Regions from separate parts of the Zea mays genome. Here region 2 is linked to region 1. A link is a contact called in public Hi-C data. All regions are on one chromosome and are shown on one strand. The core of a region is the stretch at or near the end of the contact, and the rest is flanking DNA. Distances in the headings are between cores, read along the strand shown.

Region 1 (4,515 bases), core at 739-3,238:
ACACAACTAGCATTCATGAGTTTGAGCAAAGCACATTGAAGCAACCTGGCTCGAGACAGAACAAGCTGAACCTCTTTTTATTAGCTGGAATGCGCTGGGAATTATGGAAAACCAGGAATGACTGGGTCTTTTCCAATATATGCTACTGATTAATCAAAAGGCAATTGACCATAAGGCTTATGATTCCTTGCAGCACTGGAGTCAACTGTTGAGGAAGGAGGAGCACCTGAAGGGGGAGGGAAGACTTTGGAATGGCCTTCAAAACCTGTGATGTCCATGCAAGTAACTAGTGTTGCTTGCTTCTGGCCTGTTTTTGCGTTTATATACTTAGTGGAGCGCATGGTTTATTTTGTTTCGGGGTGCTGGTTTTAACCATTAGTAATCGGTCCTAGTTAATGGAGCGTGTTGATTCTAGTCAAGAGGATCTTAAATTTGGTGGAGTGTTCCTCTTGATGATACGATCTGTCAATCTGAAAACCCCAGAACAACATCTGAAAGCAGGACTGATGGTCTTTGGTCTAAAATTCATACAAGACACCAGAAACACCCAGTTACAATACAGGGAGGAACTGATACACCAGATAACCATGTGTGATACACAAACTGTAAAGTAGGATTATATCTGCAACCTTCAATAGGCCCCAATGGCTCATGTGAACCTACCTTATCCATTCTTGACGGTTGACGCCATAGAAACTGCAATCTAAATGACAAGACAGAGGAGGACAGGGCTCTTACCAAGAGGCAATTTGGAAGACATAATCATCTCCAAAGTTAGTCTGGATGCTGTTCTTGAGGCCCAGCCGCCACGAGGACATGCTTCCATCAGAATTCTGGGATGGTGACCCTGAAACCACAGGAGAGGAGCGCCCCCTGGATGGGCTGGCCTCGGCCTCCAACTCCATGGCCACAGCAGCCGCCTCTCCATATCCATCCATCACGCAACTTTCACCAAACAGGCAGCAAATGGTGATCACCTCTGATTGTGCTCCCGTACGAACTGCAAACCACGAAGCAGGTTGGAACCAGTTAAGGTCATGGCAGTCGTCTCGGCTTTGAGCCTTTAACATATGAAATAAAATCAGAAACAGCATGCAAGCAAAAGCAACGGGATTCTTGGTAGGGGCGGACCTGGTAAAGAACATAGGGTGTAAACTTAGACCATGTTTGGGATCTCTAGAGCTAATAGTTAGCGGCTAAAATTAGTTGTAAAGGTTCCAAACACCCCCAGCTAATCGTTAGCTAAATCATAGTTAAATAACGATAACTTAAACACCCCCAGTATTTCATTAGCTGGTCCAATCCAGCTAACAAATTGTTAGCTGGCTAATTATTAGCTCTAAGGGTTCCAAACAAGGCGTTAGAGCATCTCCAAGAGCTCCCCAGAAGTCTCCCCTAAATCCAGTTTTTTAGGAAAAACACAAAAACGTGTCTCCAACAGTTCCCATAAACCGCTCCCAACTTTTTCATAGCCCTTAAAACTCCCTCATTTGTAGCTAAAAATGAGGGATTTTTTGGGCTCCCCAGAAACAATCTGCCGCTTTAAGGGATCTGTTGGAGAAAGGATTAAAATCTACCCCCACTAATTATTTAGATATCCCTTAAAACTGATTTTGAGGAGTCGTTAGCTCTTGAGATACTCTTATACACCCAATATTTTTTGGTAAAAGAACTCAAAGTTAGGCAAGTAGCTTAAGTTAGGCTTCAACTCATAGGCTGACATTTGGTATGCCATTCTACCCGATGGCAAAAGATTAATTTTTCCATTAATTACACCTGAAATTAGATGCGACCAAACACAGTAGCTTAAGTTAGGGTTCGCGTGCCCGGTTTCGCACAACAGGAACGGAAGAGAAAAGGTGCGCATACCTGGTGGTGCTCGTCGCCGGCGAAGGACGCGAAAGGGACCGGCGAAGGCCTGGTCACAGGGCACCTGCCTTGGGGCGTCGGCGCCGGCGGTCGCACAAGTTGCCGTACGAGGGAGGACGCAGGCGGCAGGCCGGGTGAACGGAAGAAAAGGTCTAGCCACTTGTAGGAGCGGACATGAGCGCCGGGCTGGGGTGTGCAGCCCGGAAGGCCCAAAACACTAGGAGTAGGTCTTCGATTCAGCCCACGAACAGCCCATGCGGGGGTCGAGTCCAGAGGACTTGCATCTACCGCATTCGTCCGTTGCTCCAGGGCTTTTGGATCGGACTTTACATTCTCCTCCTCTCCGCCTCCGGGCTAGAGATGGCAATAGGTATCCGCGACCCGATAACCAGTACGTATTTACTCCATTAGGATAGTATATAGGTTAAATATTTTACCCGTGGGTTTGTTATTGGCAAAAATCTTTACTCAATGGATAAACGAGTATTAGAACGTTCTGCCTTCACCCATACTCGTCAACCCGTGGGTATAAAATACTCAATATAAACTTAGCTCAAGCATGAACTTTGACTTTAGTCATTCATCTTCTTTACTATTTAACAATCTTTTCTGCCATAATGTAATAGATGGCTTAATGACAATTTAATGACTATATAATGGAACATGTAATGTGTTATGTATTACTATCCTAGTGTTACTACTTTATCCAATTATCTTTGGTATGTTGAATGGATGGTTAAATGATGCTAGAAATTTTGTAATGGTATTTAGATGAATATACTTGATATTTGTATAATATAATATTTTGATAGATGTTTAATTTTTGTGGGTACGGTTGACCCGATGGGTGACTCATACCCACATGGGTATGAAGGTAAATCCATACCCACTAGTGTATGTGGGTGACCCGATGGGATTAATTTTTGTGTCGTGGGTATGGGTATGGGGTAGTAATACCCGATGGGTATTTACCTATTGCCATCTCTACTCCGGACCTGATGCTTCCCTTCTTTCCCTCGCCTCTGGCTGGTGGGCTCCTGTTGTTCTCCTCCGACCTTGCTCAAGGTTGAAACCGGTCGACACGGATATCCAATTAATCGTGATAAATTGGTATAAACCAGTCAAATTTAAAACCAATTCAGTTTAGAATTCAAACATATCGAGACCGAATAATCATCAATAAGACCGATTAACCGGTTACTTACCTGATAAACTGGTAGCACATGTACAGAAATCGAACTACTTAGATTTGTTGGCAAATAAAGCATATTGAGGTCCCATAATTTGAACGAAAGATGAACCAAATGTTATCACAAGTTCAATAACAATATTTGGCAATTCAAATACATTACAATGCATTACATGCCATTGTTTCATAGTTCACAAATAAAATCGAAGGTACGATACACCCTCTAGTGAAGATCATTCCCTCGGGTGTTCATTCCACGGATCCTATGTTGTATTATACTCCTCCGATGAGAGCAACATAATAACTTGCTCACGCATCAACTTTGTCTTGTACTTCGCTCAAGTCTGTCTGGTCCACGTAGAAGTGTACTCCACGATTTCATCAACATTTGGTAATACTTAGTCTCCTCCTATTGGTACACCCACCTCATCGGTTGGCGCGTCACCTCACCGACTAGATAATTCATATATGGAAGAAGGGGTGGAGACCAGTGGCGGATCCAGGAACGGGTCAAAGAGGGGCTACTAAGCTAAGGTTATAAAAAAAATTAAACAAAAGAAAACAATCTAAATGTTGTTTAATCTAACAAAAGTAGCAAGATCAAAAGGTTAAATACTCAAGAAACATGTAGACTAAATAAGTTGATACGAAATCTACAAAATACAACAGTGAATAGTCAACATATGATGTTTATTAGTTGAAGTTGCGAGACAAATCTATCTTTCGAGTTCTTATGCTTTAGAAATGCTTCAAAATCTTTTTACCTTTAATATATGCAAACATATACCTACTAAATATAGTATAACAAATAACCGATGAAACTAAAACCAAATAATCTTACCTTCTTACCTAGCACTAACAGCCACATAATAGAATAGTAGCACGCTAGCACGGTTCAGTCTTCAGCAGGGGGAGGCTTAATGTTGTCACGCTCACGCCTCCACTCCACGGAGCAGCAAGCAGACCAGCATGGGAGGCTGCACCTAGTCGTAGCGTGGGCACATGGTCGAGGCCCAAAGGAGTGAATGACGGGCGCCGTCGCGCCTCCGCGCATGTGTGGGTGACTGCCGATCGAGCGTGGCACACCGACGAACTAGCAATATGTGACGTGCGTGGTCATCGAGGATAGGGCTGAAAAATAAGCTCGAGGCTCGCGAGCCTCGAGCGATCCGAGCCTAGTCAGCCTTTTGGGCTCGTTGCCGTAGCAAGTCGAGCCGACTCGTTCCGGCTCGTGAGCCGGCTCGTGAGCCGGCTCGCAAGCTGTGCCAAATTATTTAATATGTAGAATAATGATGGATATTGGATAATCGAGGACTCGAGGGTTGCGGGAAGAGGTGAGGGGCGCAGCGCATGTGGTGTGGAGAGGGCTAAAGGCTGAGGGGCGGCATCCGGCAACCCTACCGAGAGGTCGAGAGGGGCTCTATCCTAGTTTTTTGGGATTTGGGCTAAATTTAACA
Region 2 (4,330 bases), core at 1,422-3,921, 270 kb after region 1:
TACCTTGAGGAGGTGGAGTGACGCCCGTTGCCTGTGTCAAATGGATGGGACGTGTGGCTCCCAAGTGGGAGTTAATGTGATGGGCTGTAGGGGTCGCGGGCTATCCATTGCTGCATGCGTGCGCGCATAATTTGAAGAGACGAGATCTGTTTCTAGATTTGATTTTTCAATGCTAGGGGGTCGACCTTGACCTCACCGAGTCCGCCGCTCCCCATATATATATCCAAGGGAGTCCCTCCCGACTCTTACCTTGCTCTTGCCTTCCCAGCCCTAGCTACTATCGCTCTTTCCAATCGCGGCCGAGAATCGCGCTTTAAGACGAGGAGAGCCAAAAAGCCCGCATACCTTTTCACCGTCGCCTTCCTTTTTTGCCATGGTCGAGAAGTTGAACATTCTCGATCCCCGCTACCCGTGGCCCTACTCCTCCGTGACTGATGAAGACCTATAGGACCTGGTTGACGGGGGGCTGCTCCACCCCCACACCTTCGGGGCGCACCCAAGTGGCTTGCCCCTAGGGACGAGGAGGAGCCGACCCCGCTCGCAGGCTATGTCGTTAGCTTCGTGTCCTTCCATGAGCGGGGGTTCAGAGTGCCGGCGAGCCGCTTCATGCGGGCGCTCCCCCACTACTACGGGGTGGAGCTTCACATCTTCAACCCCAACTCCATAGCCCAGGCGATGATCTATGCGGCGGTCTACGAGGGGTACCTCGGGATCGAGCCCCACTGGGATCTGTGGCTACTCTTCCACACGGAGTCGTTCTCTCTCCCTTCGAAGGTGAAGAAGGTACGCCATGCGGTGAGGGCAGGTGGCCTCACGCTCCATATGCGCTTGGATCGGGCGAAGTTATACATCTCTACCTCCCTTACCTATTCTAACAAGGGTTGGCAGAGCTGCTGGTTTTACCTTCGCAATGACGATGGGAGTCTGCCTGCATACACCAAGCGGGTTGTAACCGCCGCGGGGGAACACCGGCGGTGGGGCGCACCGTGGGAGCATCAGTCCCATCTGTAGTCCTCCTGGATGCCCTGCAGAAGCTCCGCGACCGAGGGCTTACTGCGGATGGGGTCATCGCCACCTTCCACCACCAAAGGGTGCTGTCGTTGGTGGAGCGACGCCTGCGCCTGGACGAGATGATGCCGAGGCCTCGATGGAGGGTTCTCGGATGGCGTCAGCCACCCTCACCACCGACGACCTCCTCAAGCGGGTTAAGGGCGCGGTGGGGAAGGCTGATTACAACGCCCATATCTTGATGTGTCCGAGCATGGCTACATATCCCTGTTAAGTCATGGATTCTACTTCTGTTTTTGTCCTCATTTCTTTATCTCAACCTGACTTCCCGTTCATTCATAGGGGCTATGGGTTTACCGAACCGCCCTGCCCCCGATCCCGAAAGATGTGACTGGTTGGGCGACATGTAGGTTGGCTATAGAGCAACAAAAGAAGAAGGACAAGGAGAAGAAGCGGATCCACGAGAAAAGGGCAGCTCACGATGCCCTTGAGAGGCACCACCGAGCGCAGGAGAGGGAGGGGCTACCGCTAGAGGCATCCCCAAGCACGATCGGCGGCGGCAGCGGCGACGACGACGAGGGGATGGAGGTCTGGCTTGGCTTCAACCCCAAGGTTAGGCTCTGGTCCGAGCCATCCTTAGTGGGCCCGTCCATTGGTCCGGACGTGTCGGTGCTCAGGCTTGAGGTGTCTGCACCTCTACCCAAGACACAAACGTCTGTCGAGACAGGGTCTATCCCCACAACCGAGGAGGAGGCGGCAGAGCGACCTGTCGATCCACTCTCGGCGCCAACCATGGGGGCCAAGTGCACGAGGAGCCTAGGACCAAGAATGCTAGGCCTGCCCCGGCCTAGGTAAGTTGTAGCGAGATATATGAAACTTAGTTTTTTCATTGAGTATTTCGCATGATTTTCCGCTCCTGCATACTTCAGCCTGAAGCGCAAAGCGGGTGCGCTGATCCTTACCCCCGCGGAGGTCGTGAAGTGCTTAGCCTCATTACCTTTGAAGTGCTTAGCCTCACACGTACTCTCACTGCCTTTGAAGTGTTTAGCCTCCAAAGTCTCTCCTGTAACCTATATTCGGACATCATGTGCTCATTTAGAAGGTATTTTTGTAACCTAGTTGAAATGGTAATGAAAGTGAATGCTTATAGTCCACTTGCTTAGTAATTGTTTGTATATTTACCTCATTCACTTATTTTTCAATGCATTCATCCTTCTCGTATTGCCCCTTCTTCATTTTATGGCAAGAGGGGAAGTATCCTAGCTTTAATTCTGTTGCCTTGTTGTGGTTCCTTTTAGGAGCTTCAAGAGGTGACCAACATTCGGTTCTTGAGGGCTATTCGAAATAGTTCTTGCATAGGTGGTCAAAGCAAAGGTGGTGTGAAGTGGCATGAAGTGAAAGCAGATTCAGATGAATACATTGTGAAAGCAATGCACACTAACACGCTACAATGTTTTTAAAGTATGAGCTCTTGTTCGCTTGCAAATCCTACCCCTTGAAATTTTTAATGTGCTAAGCATGATGGACGCTAATGTTAACCTTGGATCGAACAAATGAGTGATGGGAGTGAAAAACAATCGAAAGAGTACAAATTGGCCAGACCCTTCCAATCTCTCATCTCTCCTTTTATAGGAAAGGTGCGTGGAGGTTTTCATTATTTCTTCTAGTGGAGTTTGTATCTACCAATGAGATTCTAGGGCTACAAATAATCTTTAATCATTATTTTACAAGCCTCTTTACTATGTAACTAGGTTATTATATGGACTTACTAATGGAAGTTCCTAACATACAATGCATTCCCAACACAAAACTCAAAACATTTACGAGTAGCGTACATTGAATTATGGAGGGTCAAAGATGTTAGAAAGAAAAAAGATGAAAAAGAAAAGGGAAAAAGATAATATGGACTTTTATTTGGTGGCCCATCTAAAAGCTTATTAGTTCAGCACAAAATAAGTTCCACCAGACCCGCACGTTTCTTTAACCTAACCTTTTTTTTACTGCTCCAGCGAAGGCACAGCCGCCGCCATTACTTCATCTTCCTCGCAGCGCCGGCGCCCCATCCTGCGGCCCTCGTGATCGGGCTCTCAGCGACGGCGTCAGCGGCTTCCCCTTCCGCCTCTCGCCAGTCGCCTCGCGCCCTCGCCTCCGGCCCTCCACACACCGGCCTGCGACCTTGCGTGCCTGCCTCTCTCTCTCTCCTCCTTCCGGTGGAACGGCGCCCGGCTGCGCCGCGCGCGCCTTGAGGGTAGCGGGAGCCAACAGCCGCTGCTCCACCAAGGCGGTCGCGCCGCTTTGGGAGCGCTTATGCCCCAAAGCGAAGCGTCACCCGTCCGCTTAGCGCGCTGAAGCGCGCGCTTAGTGCCGCTTCTTGGAACCCTAACGGCTGTACCTGGCAAAAAGAGGGCAATTATTGTGTGTGCAACAGAGCACATGCAGAAAGATCTGATTCAAGTGTGGAAACTTTGTGAGACGGCTATCTTTTTTTTCAAAGTCAGCGTCTTTTCGGGTAGGTTATAGTAAATTCGGCTTTTAATTTCCTTCGCTTCATGAATCTGGCTCTGGTGGCACTGACGTTATTTGGCAAGTTTTAGGTAATTAAAGTGGTGTAGATTTGCGGTGTTATTTGGTTGCTTAGAACTTCAGATCTCATGATTGCAGTTGGTTTCATTTTGACGATGCGATTTGCAAAAAATTAGATTGTCGCTGCAATACTCGTACTCCTGTTTGTGGCACGTGCGTCGTTGTGATCATCTTGTTTGCATGAACTGTTGAATAAGGAAGTACAAGTGGAATGACACATAAGTTATCACAACTCAATTGTGTCCTGATACTGTAGAACGGCAAAACATGAGATACATTTTTTTTCTTGCACACCCAGGCAAGCTATTTAGATACAAATTTGTATAGCGAATTGGATGTCTATTGCTGCTTTATCTTATGATGTTCATTCACATGCTTTTAAAATGGTTGCTGTACCAGGCAAGAAGACATAATGTGTATAGTTATAGTGAAAATTGTTGGATGTTATCATGTATTTGCTATGGTGTTGTTCTCTTGTGGTTGATGTTCTAGATTTTTATGTCCTGTTACTAATTAAAGGTTTTTTTCTTTTACTTTTTAGTGGATCTGTAGAGGACTTTAATTCTCTGAAGGAGTGCAATGGTCAAGTTGCCTGCACTGAGAATGAAGAGGATGTTTCATGGTGATGATTGTGCTAATGAGTTCAAAATCAGGACCATGAAATCCATGAAAGTTTCACACTTTCATGTCAGCGAGTTAGAGCAGTCAGCTATGTCGAACTTATCAGATAAAACTCCTC

The links. A called contact is a pair of places that touch in the nucleus more often than the background predicts.
Region 2: a Hi-C map of ear shows a contact between it and region 1, with 2.0 times the contacts expected there. The contact joins the promoter of LOC103651391 here to the promoter of LOC100217313 in region 1. A contact is called at or near these places in 2 of 25 Hi-C or Micro-C datasets (ear and tassel).

What each region holds. Positions count from the first base shown.
Region 1 is chr3:216,440,636-216,445,150 of Zm-B73-REFERENCE-NAM-5.0, forward strand. It overlaps LOC100217313 (Transducin/WD40 repeat-like superfamily protein), which reads right to left and starts at 1,989. Exons shown (of 9, transcript NM_001143659.2): 1 at 1,870-1,989; 2 at 739-1,000. The coding sequence starts at 938.
Region 2 is chr3:216,711,559-216,715,888 of Zm-B73-REFERENCE-NAM-5.0, forward strand. LOC103651391 (SCP1-like small phosphatase 4b) reads left to right here and starts at 2,672. Exons shown (of 7, transcript XM_020550525.1): 1 at 2,672-3,517; 2 at 4,133-4,330. The coding sequence starts at 4,171.